Regions from separate parts of the Rattus norvegicus genome. Here region 2 is linked to region 1. Evidence: chromatin contacts called from public Hi-C data. All regions are on one chromosome and are shown on one strand. The core of a region is the stretch at or near the end of the contact, and the rest is flanking DNA. Distances in the headings are between cores, read along the strand shown. Region 1 holds the start of Kat5 (lysine acetyltransferase 5). Region 2 holds the start of Scyl1 (SCY1 like pseudokinase 1).

Region 1 (6,728 bases), core at 2,355-4,854:
TGAACACCACACTTAATATACAACAATGTGAAACTTTGTACTTTCCTCTTGAAGAAGTAGCTCCTCTTCAAGGTGAGCTCCCAAACCAATCCAGAAATCTGCCTCTCTCTCCATCCATACCCTGGAGGCCTTAAAAAGTGTGTATTTCAAGGACCTCCATACTTGTCACTTAAAGAAACCCTAACCTGTTCCTCCCCACTGATCTTGTTCCTGACACCTGACCTTTGACCTTGCCTCACCACCTCTCCCTTTCTTTTTACTTTTTGCATGCACTGTCCTGGTACATTGGTGGCTGCATCTCTGAACCCAACTGCTTACAACTGTTTAAATATGTTCTCTTTGCTATGTCCAGGCTCACAGGTTAACCTGCAAACTGTTTCAAAACAGATCTGACTCTAGCCCTGGCTGGCCTACAACTCCCCATAGACCAGTAGAGACCTGCCTGCCTCTGCTTCCGGAGTGCTAGGAATAAAGGATGTACCAGCACACCCAACCAAAGATCCTTTTTAACTCAGCTTTAGAAAGGATCCTACTGTGTAGTTCAGACTGGCTCTGAATGTCAGCTCCTAGCATCAGCTTCCGGGATGCTGGGCCACACTGTTCTTTAACTGCCTCCAATTTTACACTTAACCTTTGCTGTCTTACAGGTTTTTGCTTTGGTTCCCTGAGATAGGTCTTTCTTATTTTATAGCTCAGGTTGGCTTGGAACTCATATCAGACTAATCTTGAACTCAGAGTTCTCTGAGTGCTGGAATTCTAGGCATACACACCTCCAAGCTCCTGACAGCTTCCTCTGAACTCTGCTAACCCAGCCTTTGTTTCCGATACTCCTCACACTGGGATCTGAATAGCTGGTATGTCTACTTCTGCCATGGACAGTGACCTCTCCGGGAAGAGAATGTATCTAAATGCCAGTGTTCTGTGCATTCCCCAGCTCTACGTCAGGCATTCAATAAAAACAGTGAACTAATCTATAGCCAGAGTGGTCAACTGTTCTGAGCAGGAAAAGGTTGTTCATATGATGTATTCCAGCCCCATGCACAAGCCACTGACCTTGTTTTTCCGCCCATCAATCTCAAAAAAGGAGATGGTGCCCTTGCGGTAAATTTCATTGCCTGGAGGGTGTCGAAGATCACATTTGGTCTAAGGACAAAAGGAGGATCAGGTGGGGACTGGTGAGGGTACACTGGGTAGGCAGCCTCCCAAGACCCTTCATACCAAGTGGCGCTGCAGACACTTGAGGCTACGGCCATATTTGAGGCAAAATTCGCACAGGTAGAGGACAGGTAGCGTGGTAAGCTCTTGAGGGTACGGGGAGAAGTACCACGGCTTGAGGCGGTGCCGGCCAAGCTCAATACACTCAATGTTCTTCATCCGGGTGACAATGTCGTCGTGGCTCCGGTCAGACACCAAACTGCCAGTCATGCGTGGTGCTGACGGTATTCCATCTGAGCTGTCCTGAGAATCCTGCCCAGGGCAAATGGAAAATACCAGATAACAGCAGGTAAGCAGAACATGGCTCACAACACTGCCGTAGGTTTCTTCCTTCAAGTCTACCATCAACTAAGGGGCAAGCATCATAATCTCCACTTTCCAAAATAAACCAAGAACCAGAAATTGGTATGGTAAAAAAACAAAACAAAACAAAACAAACAAACAAACAAACAAAATAGCCCAATGCTTCATCTGCTTGGCTCCCAACCAACACCCTCACTGCCCAACCAACACCCTCACTGCCTAACTAACACCTTGTTTGCTTTAAATTGGTCACTGAATGAACTCTCCATGCCCAAGTCCACTCCCTGTTTCCCAGCTTCCCTCTTCCTCTGCTCCTTGATACCCACCTCATCAGTGCCCAGGCAATTAGATTTCCGCTTCCGTCCTGGCTGTGCTGCCACTGCCCTACGGGCTGATCCATTCTGTGGATGACAGAAGAAAAAGGGTGACCATGAGATGATCCTGGAGGAGGATGCTAGACAGAAGAGGGGGGAAGACCAGACGGGCTGTTGGGGTGGCTTAGTGGTTAAGAATCCCGCTCTTCCAGAGGTCATGGGTTCCTTTCCCAGCACCCACATGGGGCTCACACAACTCTAGTTCAGTGCATCCAATGCCCTCTTCTGGCCATTGCACCCGGCATGCAAGTAGAACATATGACTATCACAGACAAAACCTTCATACATGTAAAAAGACTGGAAGACTCACCTGGGGGAAAACTGAAGCTGGGGCTGTCTCGCTGGGCACTGGAGTTGCTGGTGAAACCACCTCCACCTTCCGTTTCTGCAGAGAGAAACCAGGAAAGGTGGGTCAGAAGGTAGAGAAGGTGGGACCTGAGAAGAAAGCAAGGTCCCTGGAATTGCTGAGGGTACCGTTGAGCGGTGGTTGGGTTGCAGGCAGGAGCTGGAGGAGAGCGGCTGGTCAGGCTCGCCACCTGGAATGGCCTCCCGCTCCTTGGGCAGGTTGAAGCGGAGTGTGATCTGGACCGGGATTGGCAAGGTCTTCCCGCTGGCCTGGGCGGAGGCCGGCTGTAGAGATAGGTCCAGGGTCTTCCTCTGGGGTGGGGATGGTGGTGGGATGGCGAAGGGGAGGATGGGCCCCTCAGCATGGAGTGATCAAATCCCACCCTCTGCCTTCTCTAAAGCAAGGCAATACTGGACTCTGGAAGCTACACCTGCAATTTGGTCCCCATCCTTTGCAAGCTGAAGCCATGGCAAAAGAATGCTGCCTCCTGCCCATTCAGGAACCCCTGAGGCCAAGAGATGCAAGAAGGAAGAGGCAGGAGAGAAAAGATGAAATGGGGGACCTACTCACCACCTCTCTTTCGGGAGAGCCGGGGCGGGACCCAGGAAGTCCGTTCTTGGTAGGTGTCTTGGCTTCTTTCTTGGGAAATTGGATCTTCTTTAAGTCCAGCCGCTCGTGAGTCACCCATTCATCCAGACGTTTGTTGACTGCAGCAGTGAAAATGGCTCAGGAGGGATGCCAGAGGCTGCCCTCAACCCTATCCAGCAACCCACTTTTTCCAGGCCCAGAACTCACAATCAATGTAATGGACATAGAAAAGCTTCCGGCCACTGATGTCCTTCACGCTCAGGATCTCAGCCAGGGCTAAGGGAACAACACAGACAGGGGGTCTTAATCAAGGCAGATCATGAGACTCCACCCTTCGACCTGAATTCCACCTCTAGGCTGGATGTCTACGTCCCAGCACTTAGAAGGGCTAGTTCAAGACCCCTTTAGTCACCAAGTGACACCTCTCTCCAAGCCCCGCCCGGATCATCTCCGTACGTCCAAAAGTCACGCCCCTCCTTCCGAGTATCTGCGACCGCCCCAGGATTGCAGAAGCCCCTCCCCCTCCCGTGTGATCGTTGACTCCCTCCCGCCCCTCGCCCTCAGGTTCCTTGGACCCGCCCCCCGACGTCACTCACGCCACTCATCTTCGTTGTCCTGGTTGCGCCGCAGCACGGGCAGGCGGCAGCCCTCGATTATCTCCCCCTGGGGAGACAGCGCGGCGCCAGGGTCGGCTACTGGGGGGCCTCGGGCTCTACCCACCTCCCCTGGCTCCCTCCGCCCCGCCCCGGGCACCGGACTCACCACCTCCGCCATCTTCCCTCCCTCCACTGCCACTTCCGGCCCCTCTGGGAAACGTCACTTCCGGAGCTGAGTGCGCTATAGGCCCGAGCCCCTCGAAACTGCTTGAGAGGAAAACACTTGAGAGTCACTGCCAGCTGGTTGGTAGTAAAAAGCGGGCCCGGTTGAGGAATGGAACAACAGGGCGTTGTAAGCCTGAGGCCAAGTACTAGATGGAATCCCTACTATTCGCACAGCGATTGGAGGAACGCCGAGTCTGTCACGTGACGCCCACCGGGTGCGACGCCGGTCACTCAGATCAAGTGTTTATGCTTTGTCTGGCCGCAGTGTTCCGGCGAGCCTCATAGTGGCAGTGTGAGGTGTCACCCTGAGTAGGAGGCTAAGGAGTTGGGTTTTGGACCCCGGGGAATCAGTAGAACCGAAGGAATTTAAAATTCTAGCCAGGTGTCTGCATATTATTGCACAGGCTTGGGGACTTAGCAAGATTTTTTAGTTCTTTGGTCTTTTTTTTTTTTTTTTTTTTGGTTCTTTTTTTCGGAGCTGGGGACCGAACCCAGGGCCTTGCGCTTCCTAGGCAAGCGCTCTACCACTGAGCTAAATCCCCAACCCCTGATTTTTTAGTTCTTAATATTGGATTTTTATTTTTAAAATAGTATATATGTGGCTCTATAAATGGAAAGGTTCAAAATTCCAGTAGTCATTCAGTCAACGAGAGTGGATGTCTCAGTTGATCTTCATTGTACATCAGAATCCCAAAGAAGATAATGACAGTGAAGGAGTGGAGTTGCCAATGAGAGTGAGAACAGGTAGGCAAAGAGTAAAAGCAGCTTGGCGGTAGTGGCAGAGACAGCCGAATCTCTTGAGTTGAGGCCAGCCTAGTCTACAGAGTCAGTTCCAGGACAGGCAGGGCTACACAGAGAGACCCTGCTCTGGGGGGTGGCAGGGAGAAAAAGCTTCATGTCTTTACATTAGTTTCCACCAGAAGGTGTATCTTCTGACTTTGAGTAACAAGAATAAAGGTGTGTTCTCCCACCTCAAAGATCTGGATTACAAGTGGGTCTTCCACCAAGCAGTCTTCCAGCATGGGGGAGGCAGAGGCAGGCAGATCTCTTGAGTTCGAGGCTAGCCTGGTCTACAGAGCAAATTCCAAGACAGCCCGGGCTACACTGAGAAATCCTGTCTCCAAAACAAAATAACAACAAAAACCAGTGGGTCTTCCTGCTTCAGACTTGGCAAAAATTGTTCACATGTGTGTTTTTCCATTTTTGGGTTTTAGTTAAATCCAGATGTAGTCAAATGGACAACCAAGAATAACTATCACAGATATTTTTTAAAAGATTTATTTATTTTATGTATGTGAGTACACTGTAGCTGTCTTCAGACATACCAGAAGAGGGCATCAGATCCCGTTACAGATGGTTGTGAGCCACCATGTGGTTGCTGGGAATTGAACTCAGGACCTCTGGAAGAGCAGTGAGTGCTCTTAACCACTGAGCTATCTCTCCAGCCCCACTATCACAGATAGTAATAAAGTGCCTAGGGCGGGGGAGACCCTTTGACCTTTGTTCTAAATGTTACCAGTTTAAATGGTTCTGGGTCCATTCGGCCACTCTGAGAAGAGTTTATATGCAGAAGTAAAGGAGGGGTCTCGGTTGCATCACAGGAGCATTAATAACAGCACTGGGATTTGATATCTGTGTAGACTGTGTTCAGCATAGAAGTACTGAAAAACCAGTAGACCTTTTGTTATTGTTTGCTTTGAGATGAAGTCGGACTTTGTAGCCCTGCTTGGCCTGTAACTTGTCATGAGGATGACAACAGGCATGTACAAGCACACAGTATTTGCCATCTTTTAGAACATCCTGTCTTCCCCTGAGGAACTAAAACATCACTGGTGTTACTTACTACAGCCTCACATACATGGGACCTGGTGTTGATTTCTTGCTTTGGTTCCATGAGGTTTTTTCCTTTAGTGTTTAAAGGCTGTTTACCTGGATATGTGCATGCATCAGTTACACGTGGTGCCTGTGAAGGCCAGAAGGGGGCATTGGACCACCTAGAAATGGAGTTGTGGACAATTGTGAGCCACCCTGTGGTTGCTAGGAACTGAAGCCCGGTCTTATTCTTATGTAAGAGTAGCAAGTGCTCTTAACCGTGAAGCCTTTGCTCCAGCCCTTGTGTTTTAATCTGTAATTGTGTGCATATGTATGTATCCAAGTGTGGTTTTGTTCATCTGAGTGCAAGTGCCCTGGAGCCTAGAAAAGGGTGTTGGATCTCCTGGAGCTGGGGTTACGGATGGTTGTAAACCTCCCAGAGTGAGTGCTGAGAGTACAGTCTCCATCACTGAGTCATTTCTCCAGCCCTTCTAGCACATCCATTCCTCCTTCTTCGTACGTACTTCTCTCTACTTTCTCTAAGTCCAGGTCACTCTTTAAAATCATAAGTTCCCCCACTGTGGGAATTTGTTTGTTTGCTGCTGTCTCCTCAGCCCCACTAGCTAAGTACCTAGCTAGTTTTTAATGACTACAACAGGCTCAGGGACTATTGAATGGGGGCTGGGGATTTAGCTCAGTGGTAGAGCACTTGCCTAGCAAGCACAAGGCCCTGGGTTCGGTCCTCAGCTCCGAGAAAAAAAAAAAGAAAAAAAAAAGAACTATTGAATGAGCAGGGGAAAGCTGGATGCCCAGTTGATTTCCAGAGCAAAGCTACTGGGACACATTAAAAAGGTTTTTTAATTCTACATGCCTGGGTGTTTTGCCTCATGTATGTCTGTGCATTGCATGCCTGCCTGGTGCCAGCAGAGGGAGACTGGATTTAAAGAGAGTTGTAAGCCAGTATATGGATGCTGGAAATAAAACCTGGGTCATCTGGAAGAGTCAGTGCCCATAACCACTCAGCTGTCTCCAGCACCAAGGACTCCTTGTAAAAGTAGCTGAGAGCACCATCCTGTCCAAGCTGAAAGCTTGGAGTCAAAGGGAGGTCCAGAAAAATAGACACACCCCCAAGGCTCCTCCCAGCACCTCGTGGTCCTAGTCCTGACAGCTACAGTTGAGGAGGTAGCTTTTCACCTTCCTTTTCTATTCCTTTGTTCTTTAATCTCAGGCTGGCCTCAAACACATGATCTTTTTGCCTCAGCCTCCCAA
Region 2 (6,728 bases), core at 1,803-4,302, 160 kb after region 1:
GGTCATTTCCTTCTAGCACTTATGCAGGGAGCACAGGTTTTCTCAGTGACATTTTCTGTCTCTCTCCTGTAGTGAGAACTCCCAAAGGTAGGGACCCGTTTGTTTGCTCCTTGCTGAGTCCTCCAGGGCAGGTCTGACTCTCCTTCCTCCCCAGCACTTTGTGTGGTACCCGTGAGGAACACAGCAACAATGCAAGTATGAAGTGGCAGGGAAGGGGGGCTGGGGTAAGAGTCATGAAACACCTACTGTGTGCTATACTCAACTGCACACAGCAGCCTTCCCTGCCTGCCTCTACCATGAGTGGATTCAATGGACCAGAGAGCAAAAATATGAGGAAAGAAAGCACCACCCATACCACATAAAACTTACTTTTTCTTGCTGAAGTTTGTCCAAATACCATGATATCGTAACTACTTACACAGGATGTATAATTATCTGTAGCTAGGAAGTTAGCTACAGATAATTTAAAGAATACAGGAGGGGTTGGGTTAATGGCTTAGTGGGTTAATGTACTTGCTGTACAAACATGAGGAACTGAGTTCAAATCCCTGGCACCCATGTAAAAAACTGGGCATAGCCCAACACACCTGTAACCCCAGGGTTACAGAGATGGAGACAAAAGGGTCACTGGAAATTGCTGGCTCCGGCCTGAGTAAGACCCTAAGGAATGGGGATCACGCAACAAGGGATAGAGCAGGATACCTGATATCCTCCTCTGGCCTCTGCACATTTGCACATAGACAATACACATCGATATGCATATATATACACAACACACACACATATGACATTATGGAAGGATATACATTATATGCAAATACTATGCCATTTTACTTGAGGATCAGAACATCTGCCAACTCTCAGGAGCCCTAGAGCCAATTCCCCACTGTGCTGGTTAGTTCATCTGGGAAGAAAGAATCTCAACTGAGAAAATGCCTCCATCGGAAGTGCCCACTTTTGTGATTAGCGATGGATACGACCGCATGGCCCTAGGTTGTATAGAGCAGCAGACTGGAGTGGGAGCAGCGTGCTTGCCTCCACACAACCCAAGTGTGAGATGACAAAGCATGGGTGAGGGTCCTGGCAAGGGGTCTCAGCATGGACCGTGGGGCTCACCTGAATCTCCTCCAGGAACAGGTTGGTCTCCACAAAGCGGTTGCTCATGAAGCCACCAGGTGCCCGGCAGTTCTGCAGGAAGCGGGCCGGGTTGGGACGTACTTTGGGGTTAGCTCCCACCAGCTCGCAGTAATGGGTGACCAGGGATTTGGGGATCTGTAAGAGAAGGTTCCATGTCAAGGAAAGAGCAATGGGTGGGTAGCAAGAAAGAAGGGCCTGGGGCGAATGAGGCAGGCAAAGCCGGGCACTCACCTTCCCAGGGTTGCGCAGGGCAGTTGCCCGAGGTAGAGACCCATTGAAAACTTCCCAGATGAGGCAGCCCAAGCGCCACATGTCTGCTGACCTGTGGTGGTAACCCAGAGCTGTTCAGGGCTCCCCAGCATACACTAGTGATGCCTCCAACCTGTTTCAAGACCCAAGCACCCACTGCATCACAGGTCCTGGCTGCGCCCCTGCACTGACCCCTTGGCCCCAAGTAGTTTGTTTCATTAGCCCCATTTAACAAAGAAACCAAAGCTCAGAGAAGCACAGACAGTTGCCTCCAACACACAGCTTTCAAATTCAGAAGCACCAAACACCTAAACTATGTCCTTCTTAACCAACCACCCTCCTCCTAAGATCCTATTCCCCTTTCCTGGCAGATAGCAAGGGCCAGGGGTCTCCTAGCTAGTCTAGGGGTTCCGAGGGTGCAGGGGCCTCCAGCGCAGGGCAGATCGAGGTACAGTGACCTCAGGACCCACCACTTCTCTTTGACTGCTCTGCTGCTGCTATCAGCCAACTCCGGAGGATCATACTGCTCAAGCTCAGGGATCCCCTTGTTGGGTGGTCCCCCACCGTTGCCCTGTGCTGAGTACATGTAGTCCAGACCCCCAAGTTTCCACTCGCCAGCCTTGTCCACAAACACAGCAGCCATGCAGACATTGTTGTGGATGAGGTTGCAGTCGTTGACCAGGAAGCTGAGGGCTTTCACGATCTGGTGTAACCCCCATGACAGCTCCTGCTCCTTCAGACCACCTGCTTCTGCTCGTGCCTTGAGGTATGTTCCCAGTGGGGTCACAGCCTCTGTCACGATGTGGAGGCACTTTTCTGTCTGAGTAAGAAAAATGGTATCAGGGCACTGTTCCAGAAGAGGAAGGGAAGATGAGGGACTTGACAGGGAAAGAGGTAGTGGAGAAGATACCAAATCTGAAGGTGCTGAAGCACTTGGGTACAAAGTGAGGGCCTGAGGAGAGTAAGATGGGTAGATCGGGCGACAGGTACCTCCAACCCATCGATATAGGCCAGGATGTTGGGGTGTCGGAGAGTTTTGAGGCGTTTGAAGGCAGCTTTGGCCACCTGGGTCTGCTCTTCGGCTCCGGGTTTCACATCGTACACGAAGATGGACACCGCACTGCCTGTGGCCTGGTGGAGGACACAGCAACCTGAGAGGCGCGGGCCAGGTGATCATTCCAACCTGCCTGGTCTACAGCAGCTCTGAGCCGGTCTCCAGAACAGAAGGGAAGGTTCTCCAGCCAGTCTCGCCTCAGGACAGCCCTTAAGGATCTAGCCAGACCCACGTGACCCCCGTCCGGTTTGCTTGTCCATCCCTCGGTTCTTCCGCCCGCCACGTCGTCACTGGTCGCCCCACTCCCCAGCCCGTTGCCGGGATCTTTGGTCGCCGCCACGTCAGGCCCGGCGCGACACAGCGAAGCCGGCATTCAGACTAGGAAAGGCCGAGGTCGGCCGCGGCCTGCAGAGCAGCGCAGTACCTCACCTTTTTGCGGCCTCGGTGCAGGACCCAGGGCCCGGGCGGTCCGCCTTCGGGGGGCTCAGGGTTCAGCTCGAACGGGAAGTCCCGGACCGGGTCCCGGGCAAAGAACCACATCGTCGCCGCCGCCAAGGGCTCGGGAGCCTCCACTCCGGGTCCTCCGGCCGCCCGAGCCGGGGCGGGGCGGGGTGAGGGCGGAGCCACTCTGGCCTGTGGGCGGAGCTGTGCGTTGGGGCGGGTCTTTGGGGTGGGGCCTTGCGGGACAGAGGCGGGGCTGAAGGCAGGCCTCCGGGGGCAGGGCCGAGTACGGAGGGAGGAGTGAGCCAAAACGGTCATCTGAATGCTCCGAACTTGTGGCCTTGTGTAGATAGAAAAATTGAGTGTGAAGGAGAGTAGTGAGTGCAACAGTTGTAGGATGAGAAGGGGTGGGACCACAAAATGAGCGTGACAATAGAGCCCATCTAAACCCGGGGAAGAGGGGGCGGGGTGAGAGGGAAGCTGGAAAGAGATGGAGAGATAGAAAAGAGAGGCTACTACTGACAGTAAGATGGGAAAGTACGAATAGTGAGGAGAATGGTTATCTCTAAGCCAAAAGCTCCTTCGCCAGGCAGTGGGAAGATTCGGGGCTCAACGAGGAAATTGTGACAGGAGCAGTTAGTTACTACGGTAAAGGAACTTGAGACCTTGAGAGTTGTGTTGGGGTTGAGGTTGAGGTAGGAAAGAGGTGATGCAACTGTCCCGAGAGGTCTGGAAAACTATTGTTAAAGAAGGATGTCCAGAAACACTCCCTATCTCCAAAGCGGACATGGGTGCTGGCCAGAGTCCTGCAGGAGCCTAGAGCTGGAAATGATGGCCAGGGATTAGAAATCTTTTCTTCTAGACACGTCTCTCATCGATCGCCCTCTGCTGGTCCACAACCTCCTGCAACTCCAGTTTTAGGGGCTCCAACACCCTCTGTGATGGTTTGTGTATACTTGGCCCAGGGAGTAGCACTATTAAGAGATGTGACCTTGTTGGAGTAGGTGTGTCACTGTGGATGTGGCACTAAGACCCTAATCCTGGGCTGGAGAGATGGCTCAGTGGTTAAGAGCACTGACTGCTCTTCCCAATTTCCTAAGTTCAAATCCCATCAACCACATGGTGGCTCGCAATCATCTGTAATGAATTCTGATGCCCTCTTCTGCTGTGTCTGAAGACTACAGTGTACTTATATATAATAAATAAAAGAAATCTTAAAAACAAAACAAACCTCATCCTGCCTGAAAGTCAGTCTCCTACTAAGCAGTCTTCAGATGAAGATATAGAACTCTCAGCTCTGCCTGCACCATGCCTGCCTGGATGCTGTCATGTTCCCACCTTCATGATGATGGGCTGAACCTCTGAACCTGTAAGCCAGCCCAATTAAATGTTGTCTTGACTTGGTCATGGTATCTGTTCACAGCAGTAAAACCCTAAGACAGAAGTTGGTACCAGGGACTGGGATATTGCTGGGATAAGCCTGACCAAGCTTTTGTTTCAAAGAAAGAACATAGACTTTGGGACTCTGGATCTGAAAGTGGTGAAACGCTTTAAATGGGATTTAGTGAGCCATCCTAGTAGGACTATGGAAGATGTTGTTGCTGAGAGTAATTTGAATTGTGCAGGCCTGACCCAAGAGGTGTCAGAGGAGAAGAAGTTCAGTATGAGTCATAGAGACTGATTTTGTGGTATTTTAGTGAAGAATGTGGCTGACACTGTAGCTGACACACCAGAAGAGGTCATCAGATCCCATTACATACGGTTGTGAGCCACCATGTGATTGCTGGGATTTGAACTCAGGAACTCTGGAAGAGCAGCCCCAGATACCTGTCTCTAAATGAATACATAAATACATTTTAAAAAAAAACCAGAGGGAGTAGCCTTTAAGTTGAAACAGACATAGTGTCTCAGAAAGACCCTGGCCAACCTCCAAGTCTGGAATCTAGACCCTGCTAGAGAGGAAGCAGCTGGCTGTGTTTCATTGGGAAGTGAGGAAGTTCCTGACATGCTGTGTTGACCCTGCAGAACGTACTGGAAAATGAACTGTTTCTTGGGAAGTATGCTTGCTAATTTTATGTCAACTTGACACAAGTTAGAATGATCTGAGAGGAAGAGAGCCTCAAGTGAGAAAATGCCTCCATAAGCAAAGTCAGAAGGTTTGAGAGATGGCTTTGCGGTTGAGAGCACTGACTGCGCTTCCAGAGGTCCTGAGTTCAATTCCCAGCGAACGCATGGTGGTTCACAACCATCTGTAATGGGATCCAATGCCCTCTTCTGGTGTGTCTGAAGAAGTTACCATGTACTCACATAAAATAAATAAATCTTTAAAAAAAGAAAAGTCTGCAGGAGCTGGAGAGATGATTCAGGGGTTAAGAGGACTCAGGTTCAATTCCCAGCACCCACATGGCAACTCAACTCTCTGTAACTCCAGTTCCAGATGACCTGGTGCCTCATGCAGACATACACAGAGGCAAAACATCAATGCACATGAAAATAAGTGTCTTTTTAAGGATTGTTTATTTATTTCAGGTATAGGATACATTGTAGCTGTCTTCAGACACACCAGAAGAGGGCATCAGATCCCATTACAGATGGTTGTGAGCCACCATGTGGTCGCTGGGAATTGAACTCAGGACCTCTGGAAGAGCAGTCAGTGCTCTTAAGTGTTGAGCCATCTCTCCAGCCTAAAATAAGTGTTTCCAAAAAGAAAAGTCTGCAAACAGGTCTGTAAAGCCTCTTTGTTAATTAGCAACTGAAGGAGATATAGTTCGTTTTTTTTTTTTTTTTTTTTTTTTTCCCGGAGCTGGGGACTGAACCCAGGGCCTTGCGCTTCCTAGGCAAGTGCTCTACCGCTGAGCTAAATCCCCAACCCCCATAGTTCGTTTCTTAACCAGTGACTGATGGAGAAAAGACAGCCCAGCCATTGTGGGGGCCCCTAAGTGGTGGAACTGGGTTCCACAAGAAAACAGGCCAAGGGCTGGAGAGATGGCTCAGTGGTTAAGAGCACCGACTGCTCTTCCAGAGGTCCTGAGTTCAAATCCCAGCAACCACATGGTGGCTCACAACCATCTGTAATGGGATCTGATGCCCTCTTCTGATGTGTCTGAAGACAGCTACAGTGTACTCATGTAAAATAATAAATAAATCTTAAAAAAAAAAAAAAAAAAGAGGGGCTGGAGAGATGGCTCAGCGGTTAAGAGCACTGACTGCTCTTGCAGAGGTTCTGAGTTCAAATCCCAGCAACCACATGGTGGCTCACAACCATCTGTAATGGGATCTGACGCCCTCTTCTGGTGTGTCTGAAGAGAGTGACAGTGTACTCATGTACATAAAATAAATAAATCTTTAAAAAAAAAAAGAAAAGAAAACAGGCCAACCAAGGCATGAGGAGAATGCAATGCAAGTAAGCAGCACCCATCCATGGCCTCTGTGTCAGCTCCTGCCTCTGGGTTCCCACCTGGTTTGAGCTCCTGCCTTGGCTTTCCTCAGTAGACTATGCCTTGGGATGTGCAAACCAAATGAACCCTTCTCCTCAGGCTGTTTTTGGTCCTGGTGCTTCATCACAGCAACTGTGACTCTAAGACAGGAGGTATGTCTAGAAGCTCTCCAGATCCCCAAGGTGAACTCCTGGCCACAGTGTCCTGCAGGAGCTTAGAGTTGGAAGATGCCCTGGTCACTGAACTAAGCTACCAGGAGAAGCATGGCAAAGCCAGGAACTAAGTCTTCTCTTCTACTTTTTTTTTTTTTTTTTTTGGTTCTTTTTTTTTCGGAGCTGGGGACCGAACCCAGGGCCTTGCGCTTCCTAGGTAAGCGCTCTACCACTGAGCTAAATCCCCAGCCCCCAAGT

The links. Hi-C and Micro-C count contacts between places; a contact is called where the count stands out from the background.
Region 2: a Hi-C map of Schwann cells shows a contact between it and region 1, with 2.5 times the contacts expected there. The contact joins the promoter of Scyl1 here to the promoter of Kat5 in region 1.

The regions. Positions count from the first base shown.
Region 1 is chr1:212,328,789-212,335,516 of GRCr8, forward strand. It overlaps Kat5 (lysine acetyltransferase 5), which reads right to left and starts at 3,605. Exons shown (of 14, transcript NM_001005872.1): 1 at 3,589-3,605; 2 at 3,423-3,489; 3 at 3,034-3,102; 4 at 2,809-2,945; 5 at 2,367-2,522; 6 at 2,203-2,277; 7 at 1,845-1,919; 8 at 1,219-1,467; 9 at 1,054-1,143. The coding sequence starts at 3,600.
Region 2 is chr1:212,485,808-212,492,535 of GRCr8, forward strand. It overlaps Scyl1 (SCY1 like pseudokinase 1), which reads right to left and starts at 3,053. Exons shown (of 17, transcript NM_001011938.2): 1 at 2,870-3,053; 2 at 2,377-2,517; 3 at 1,857-2,206; 4 at 1,369-1,459; 5 at 1,117-1,272. The coding sequence starts at 2,980.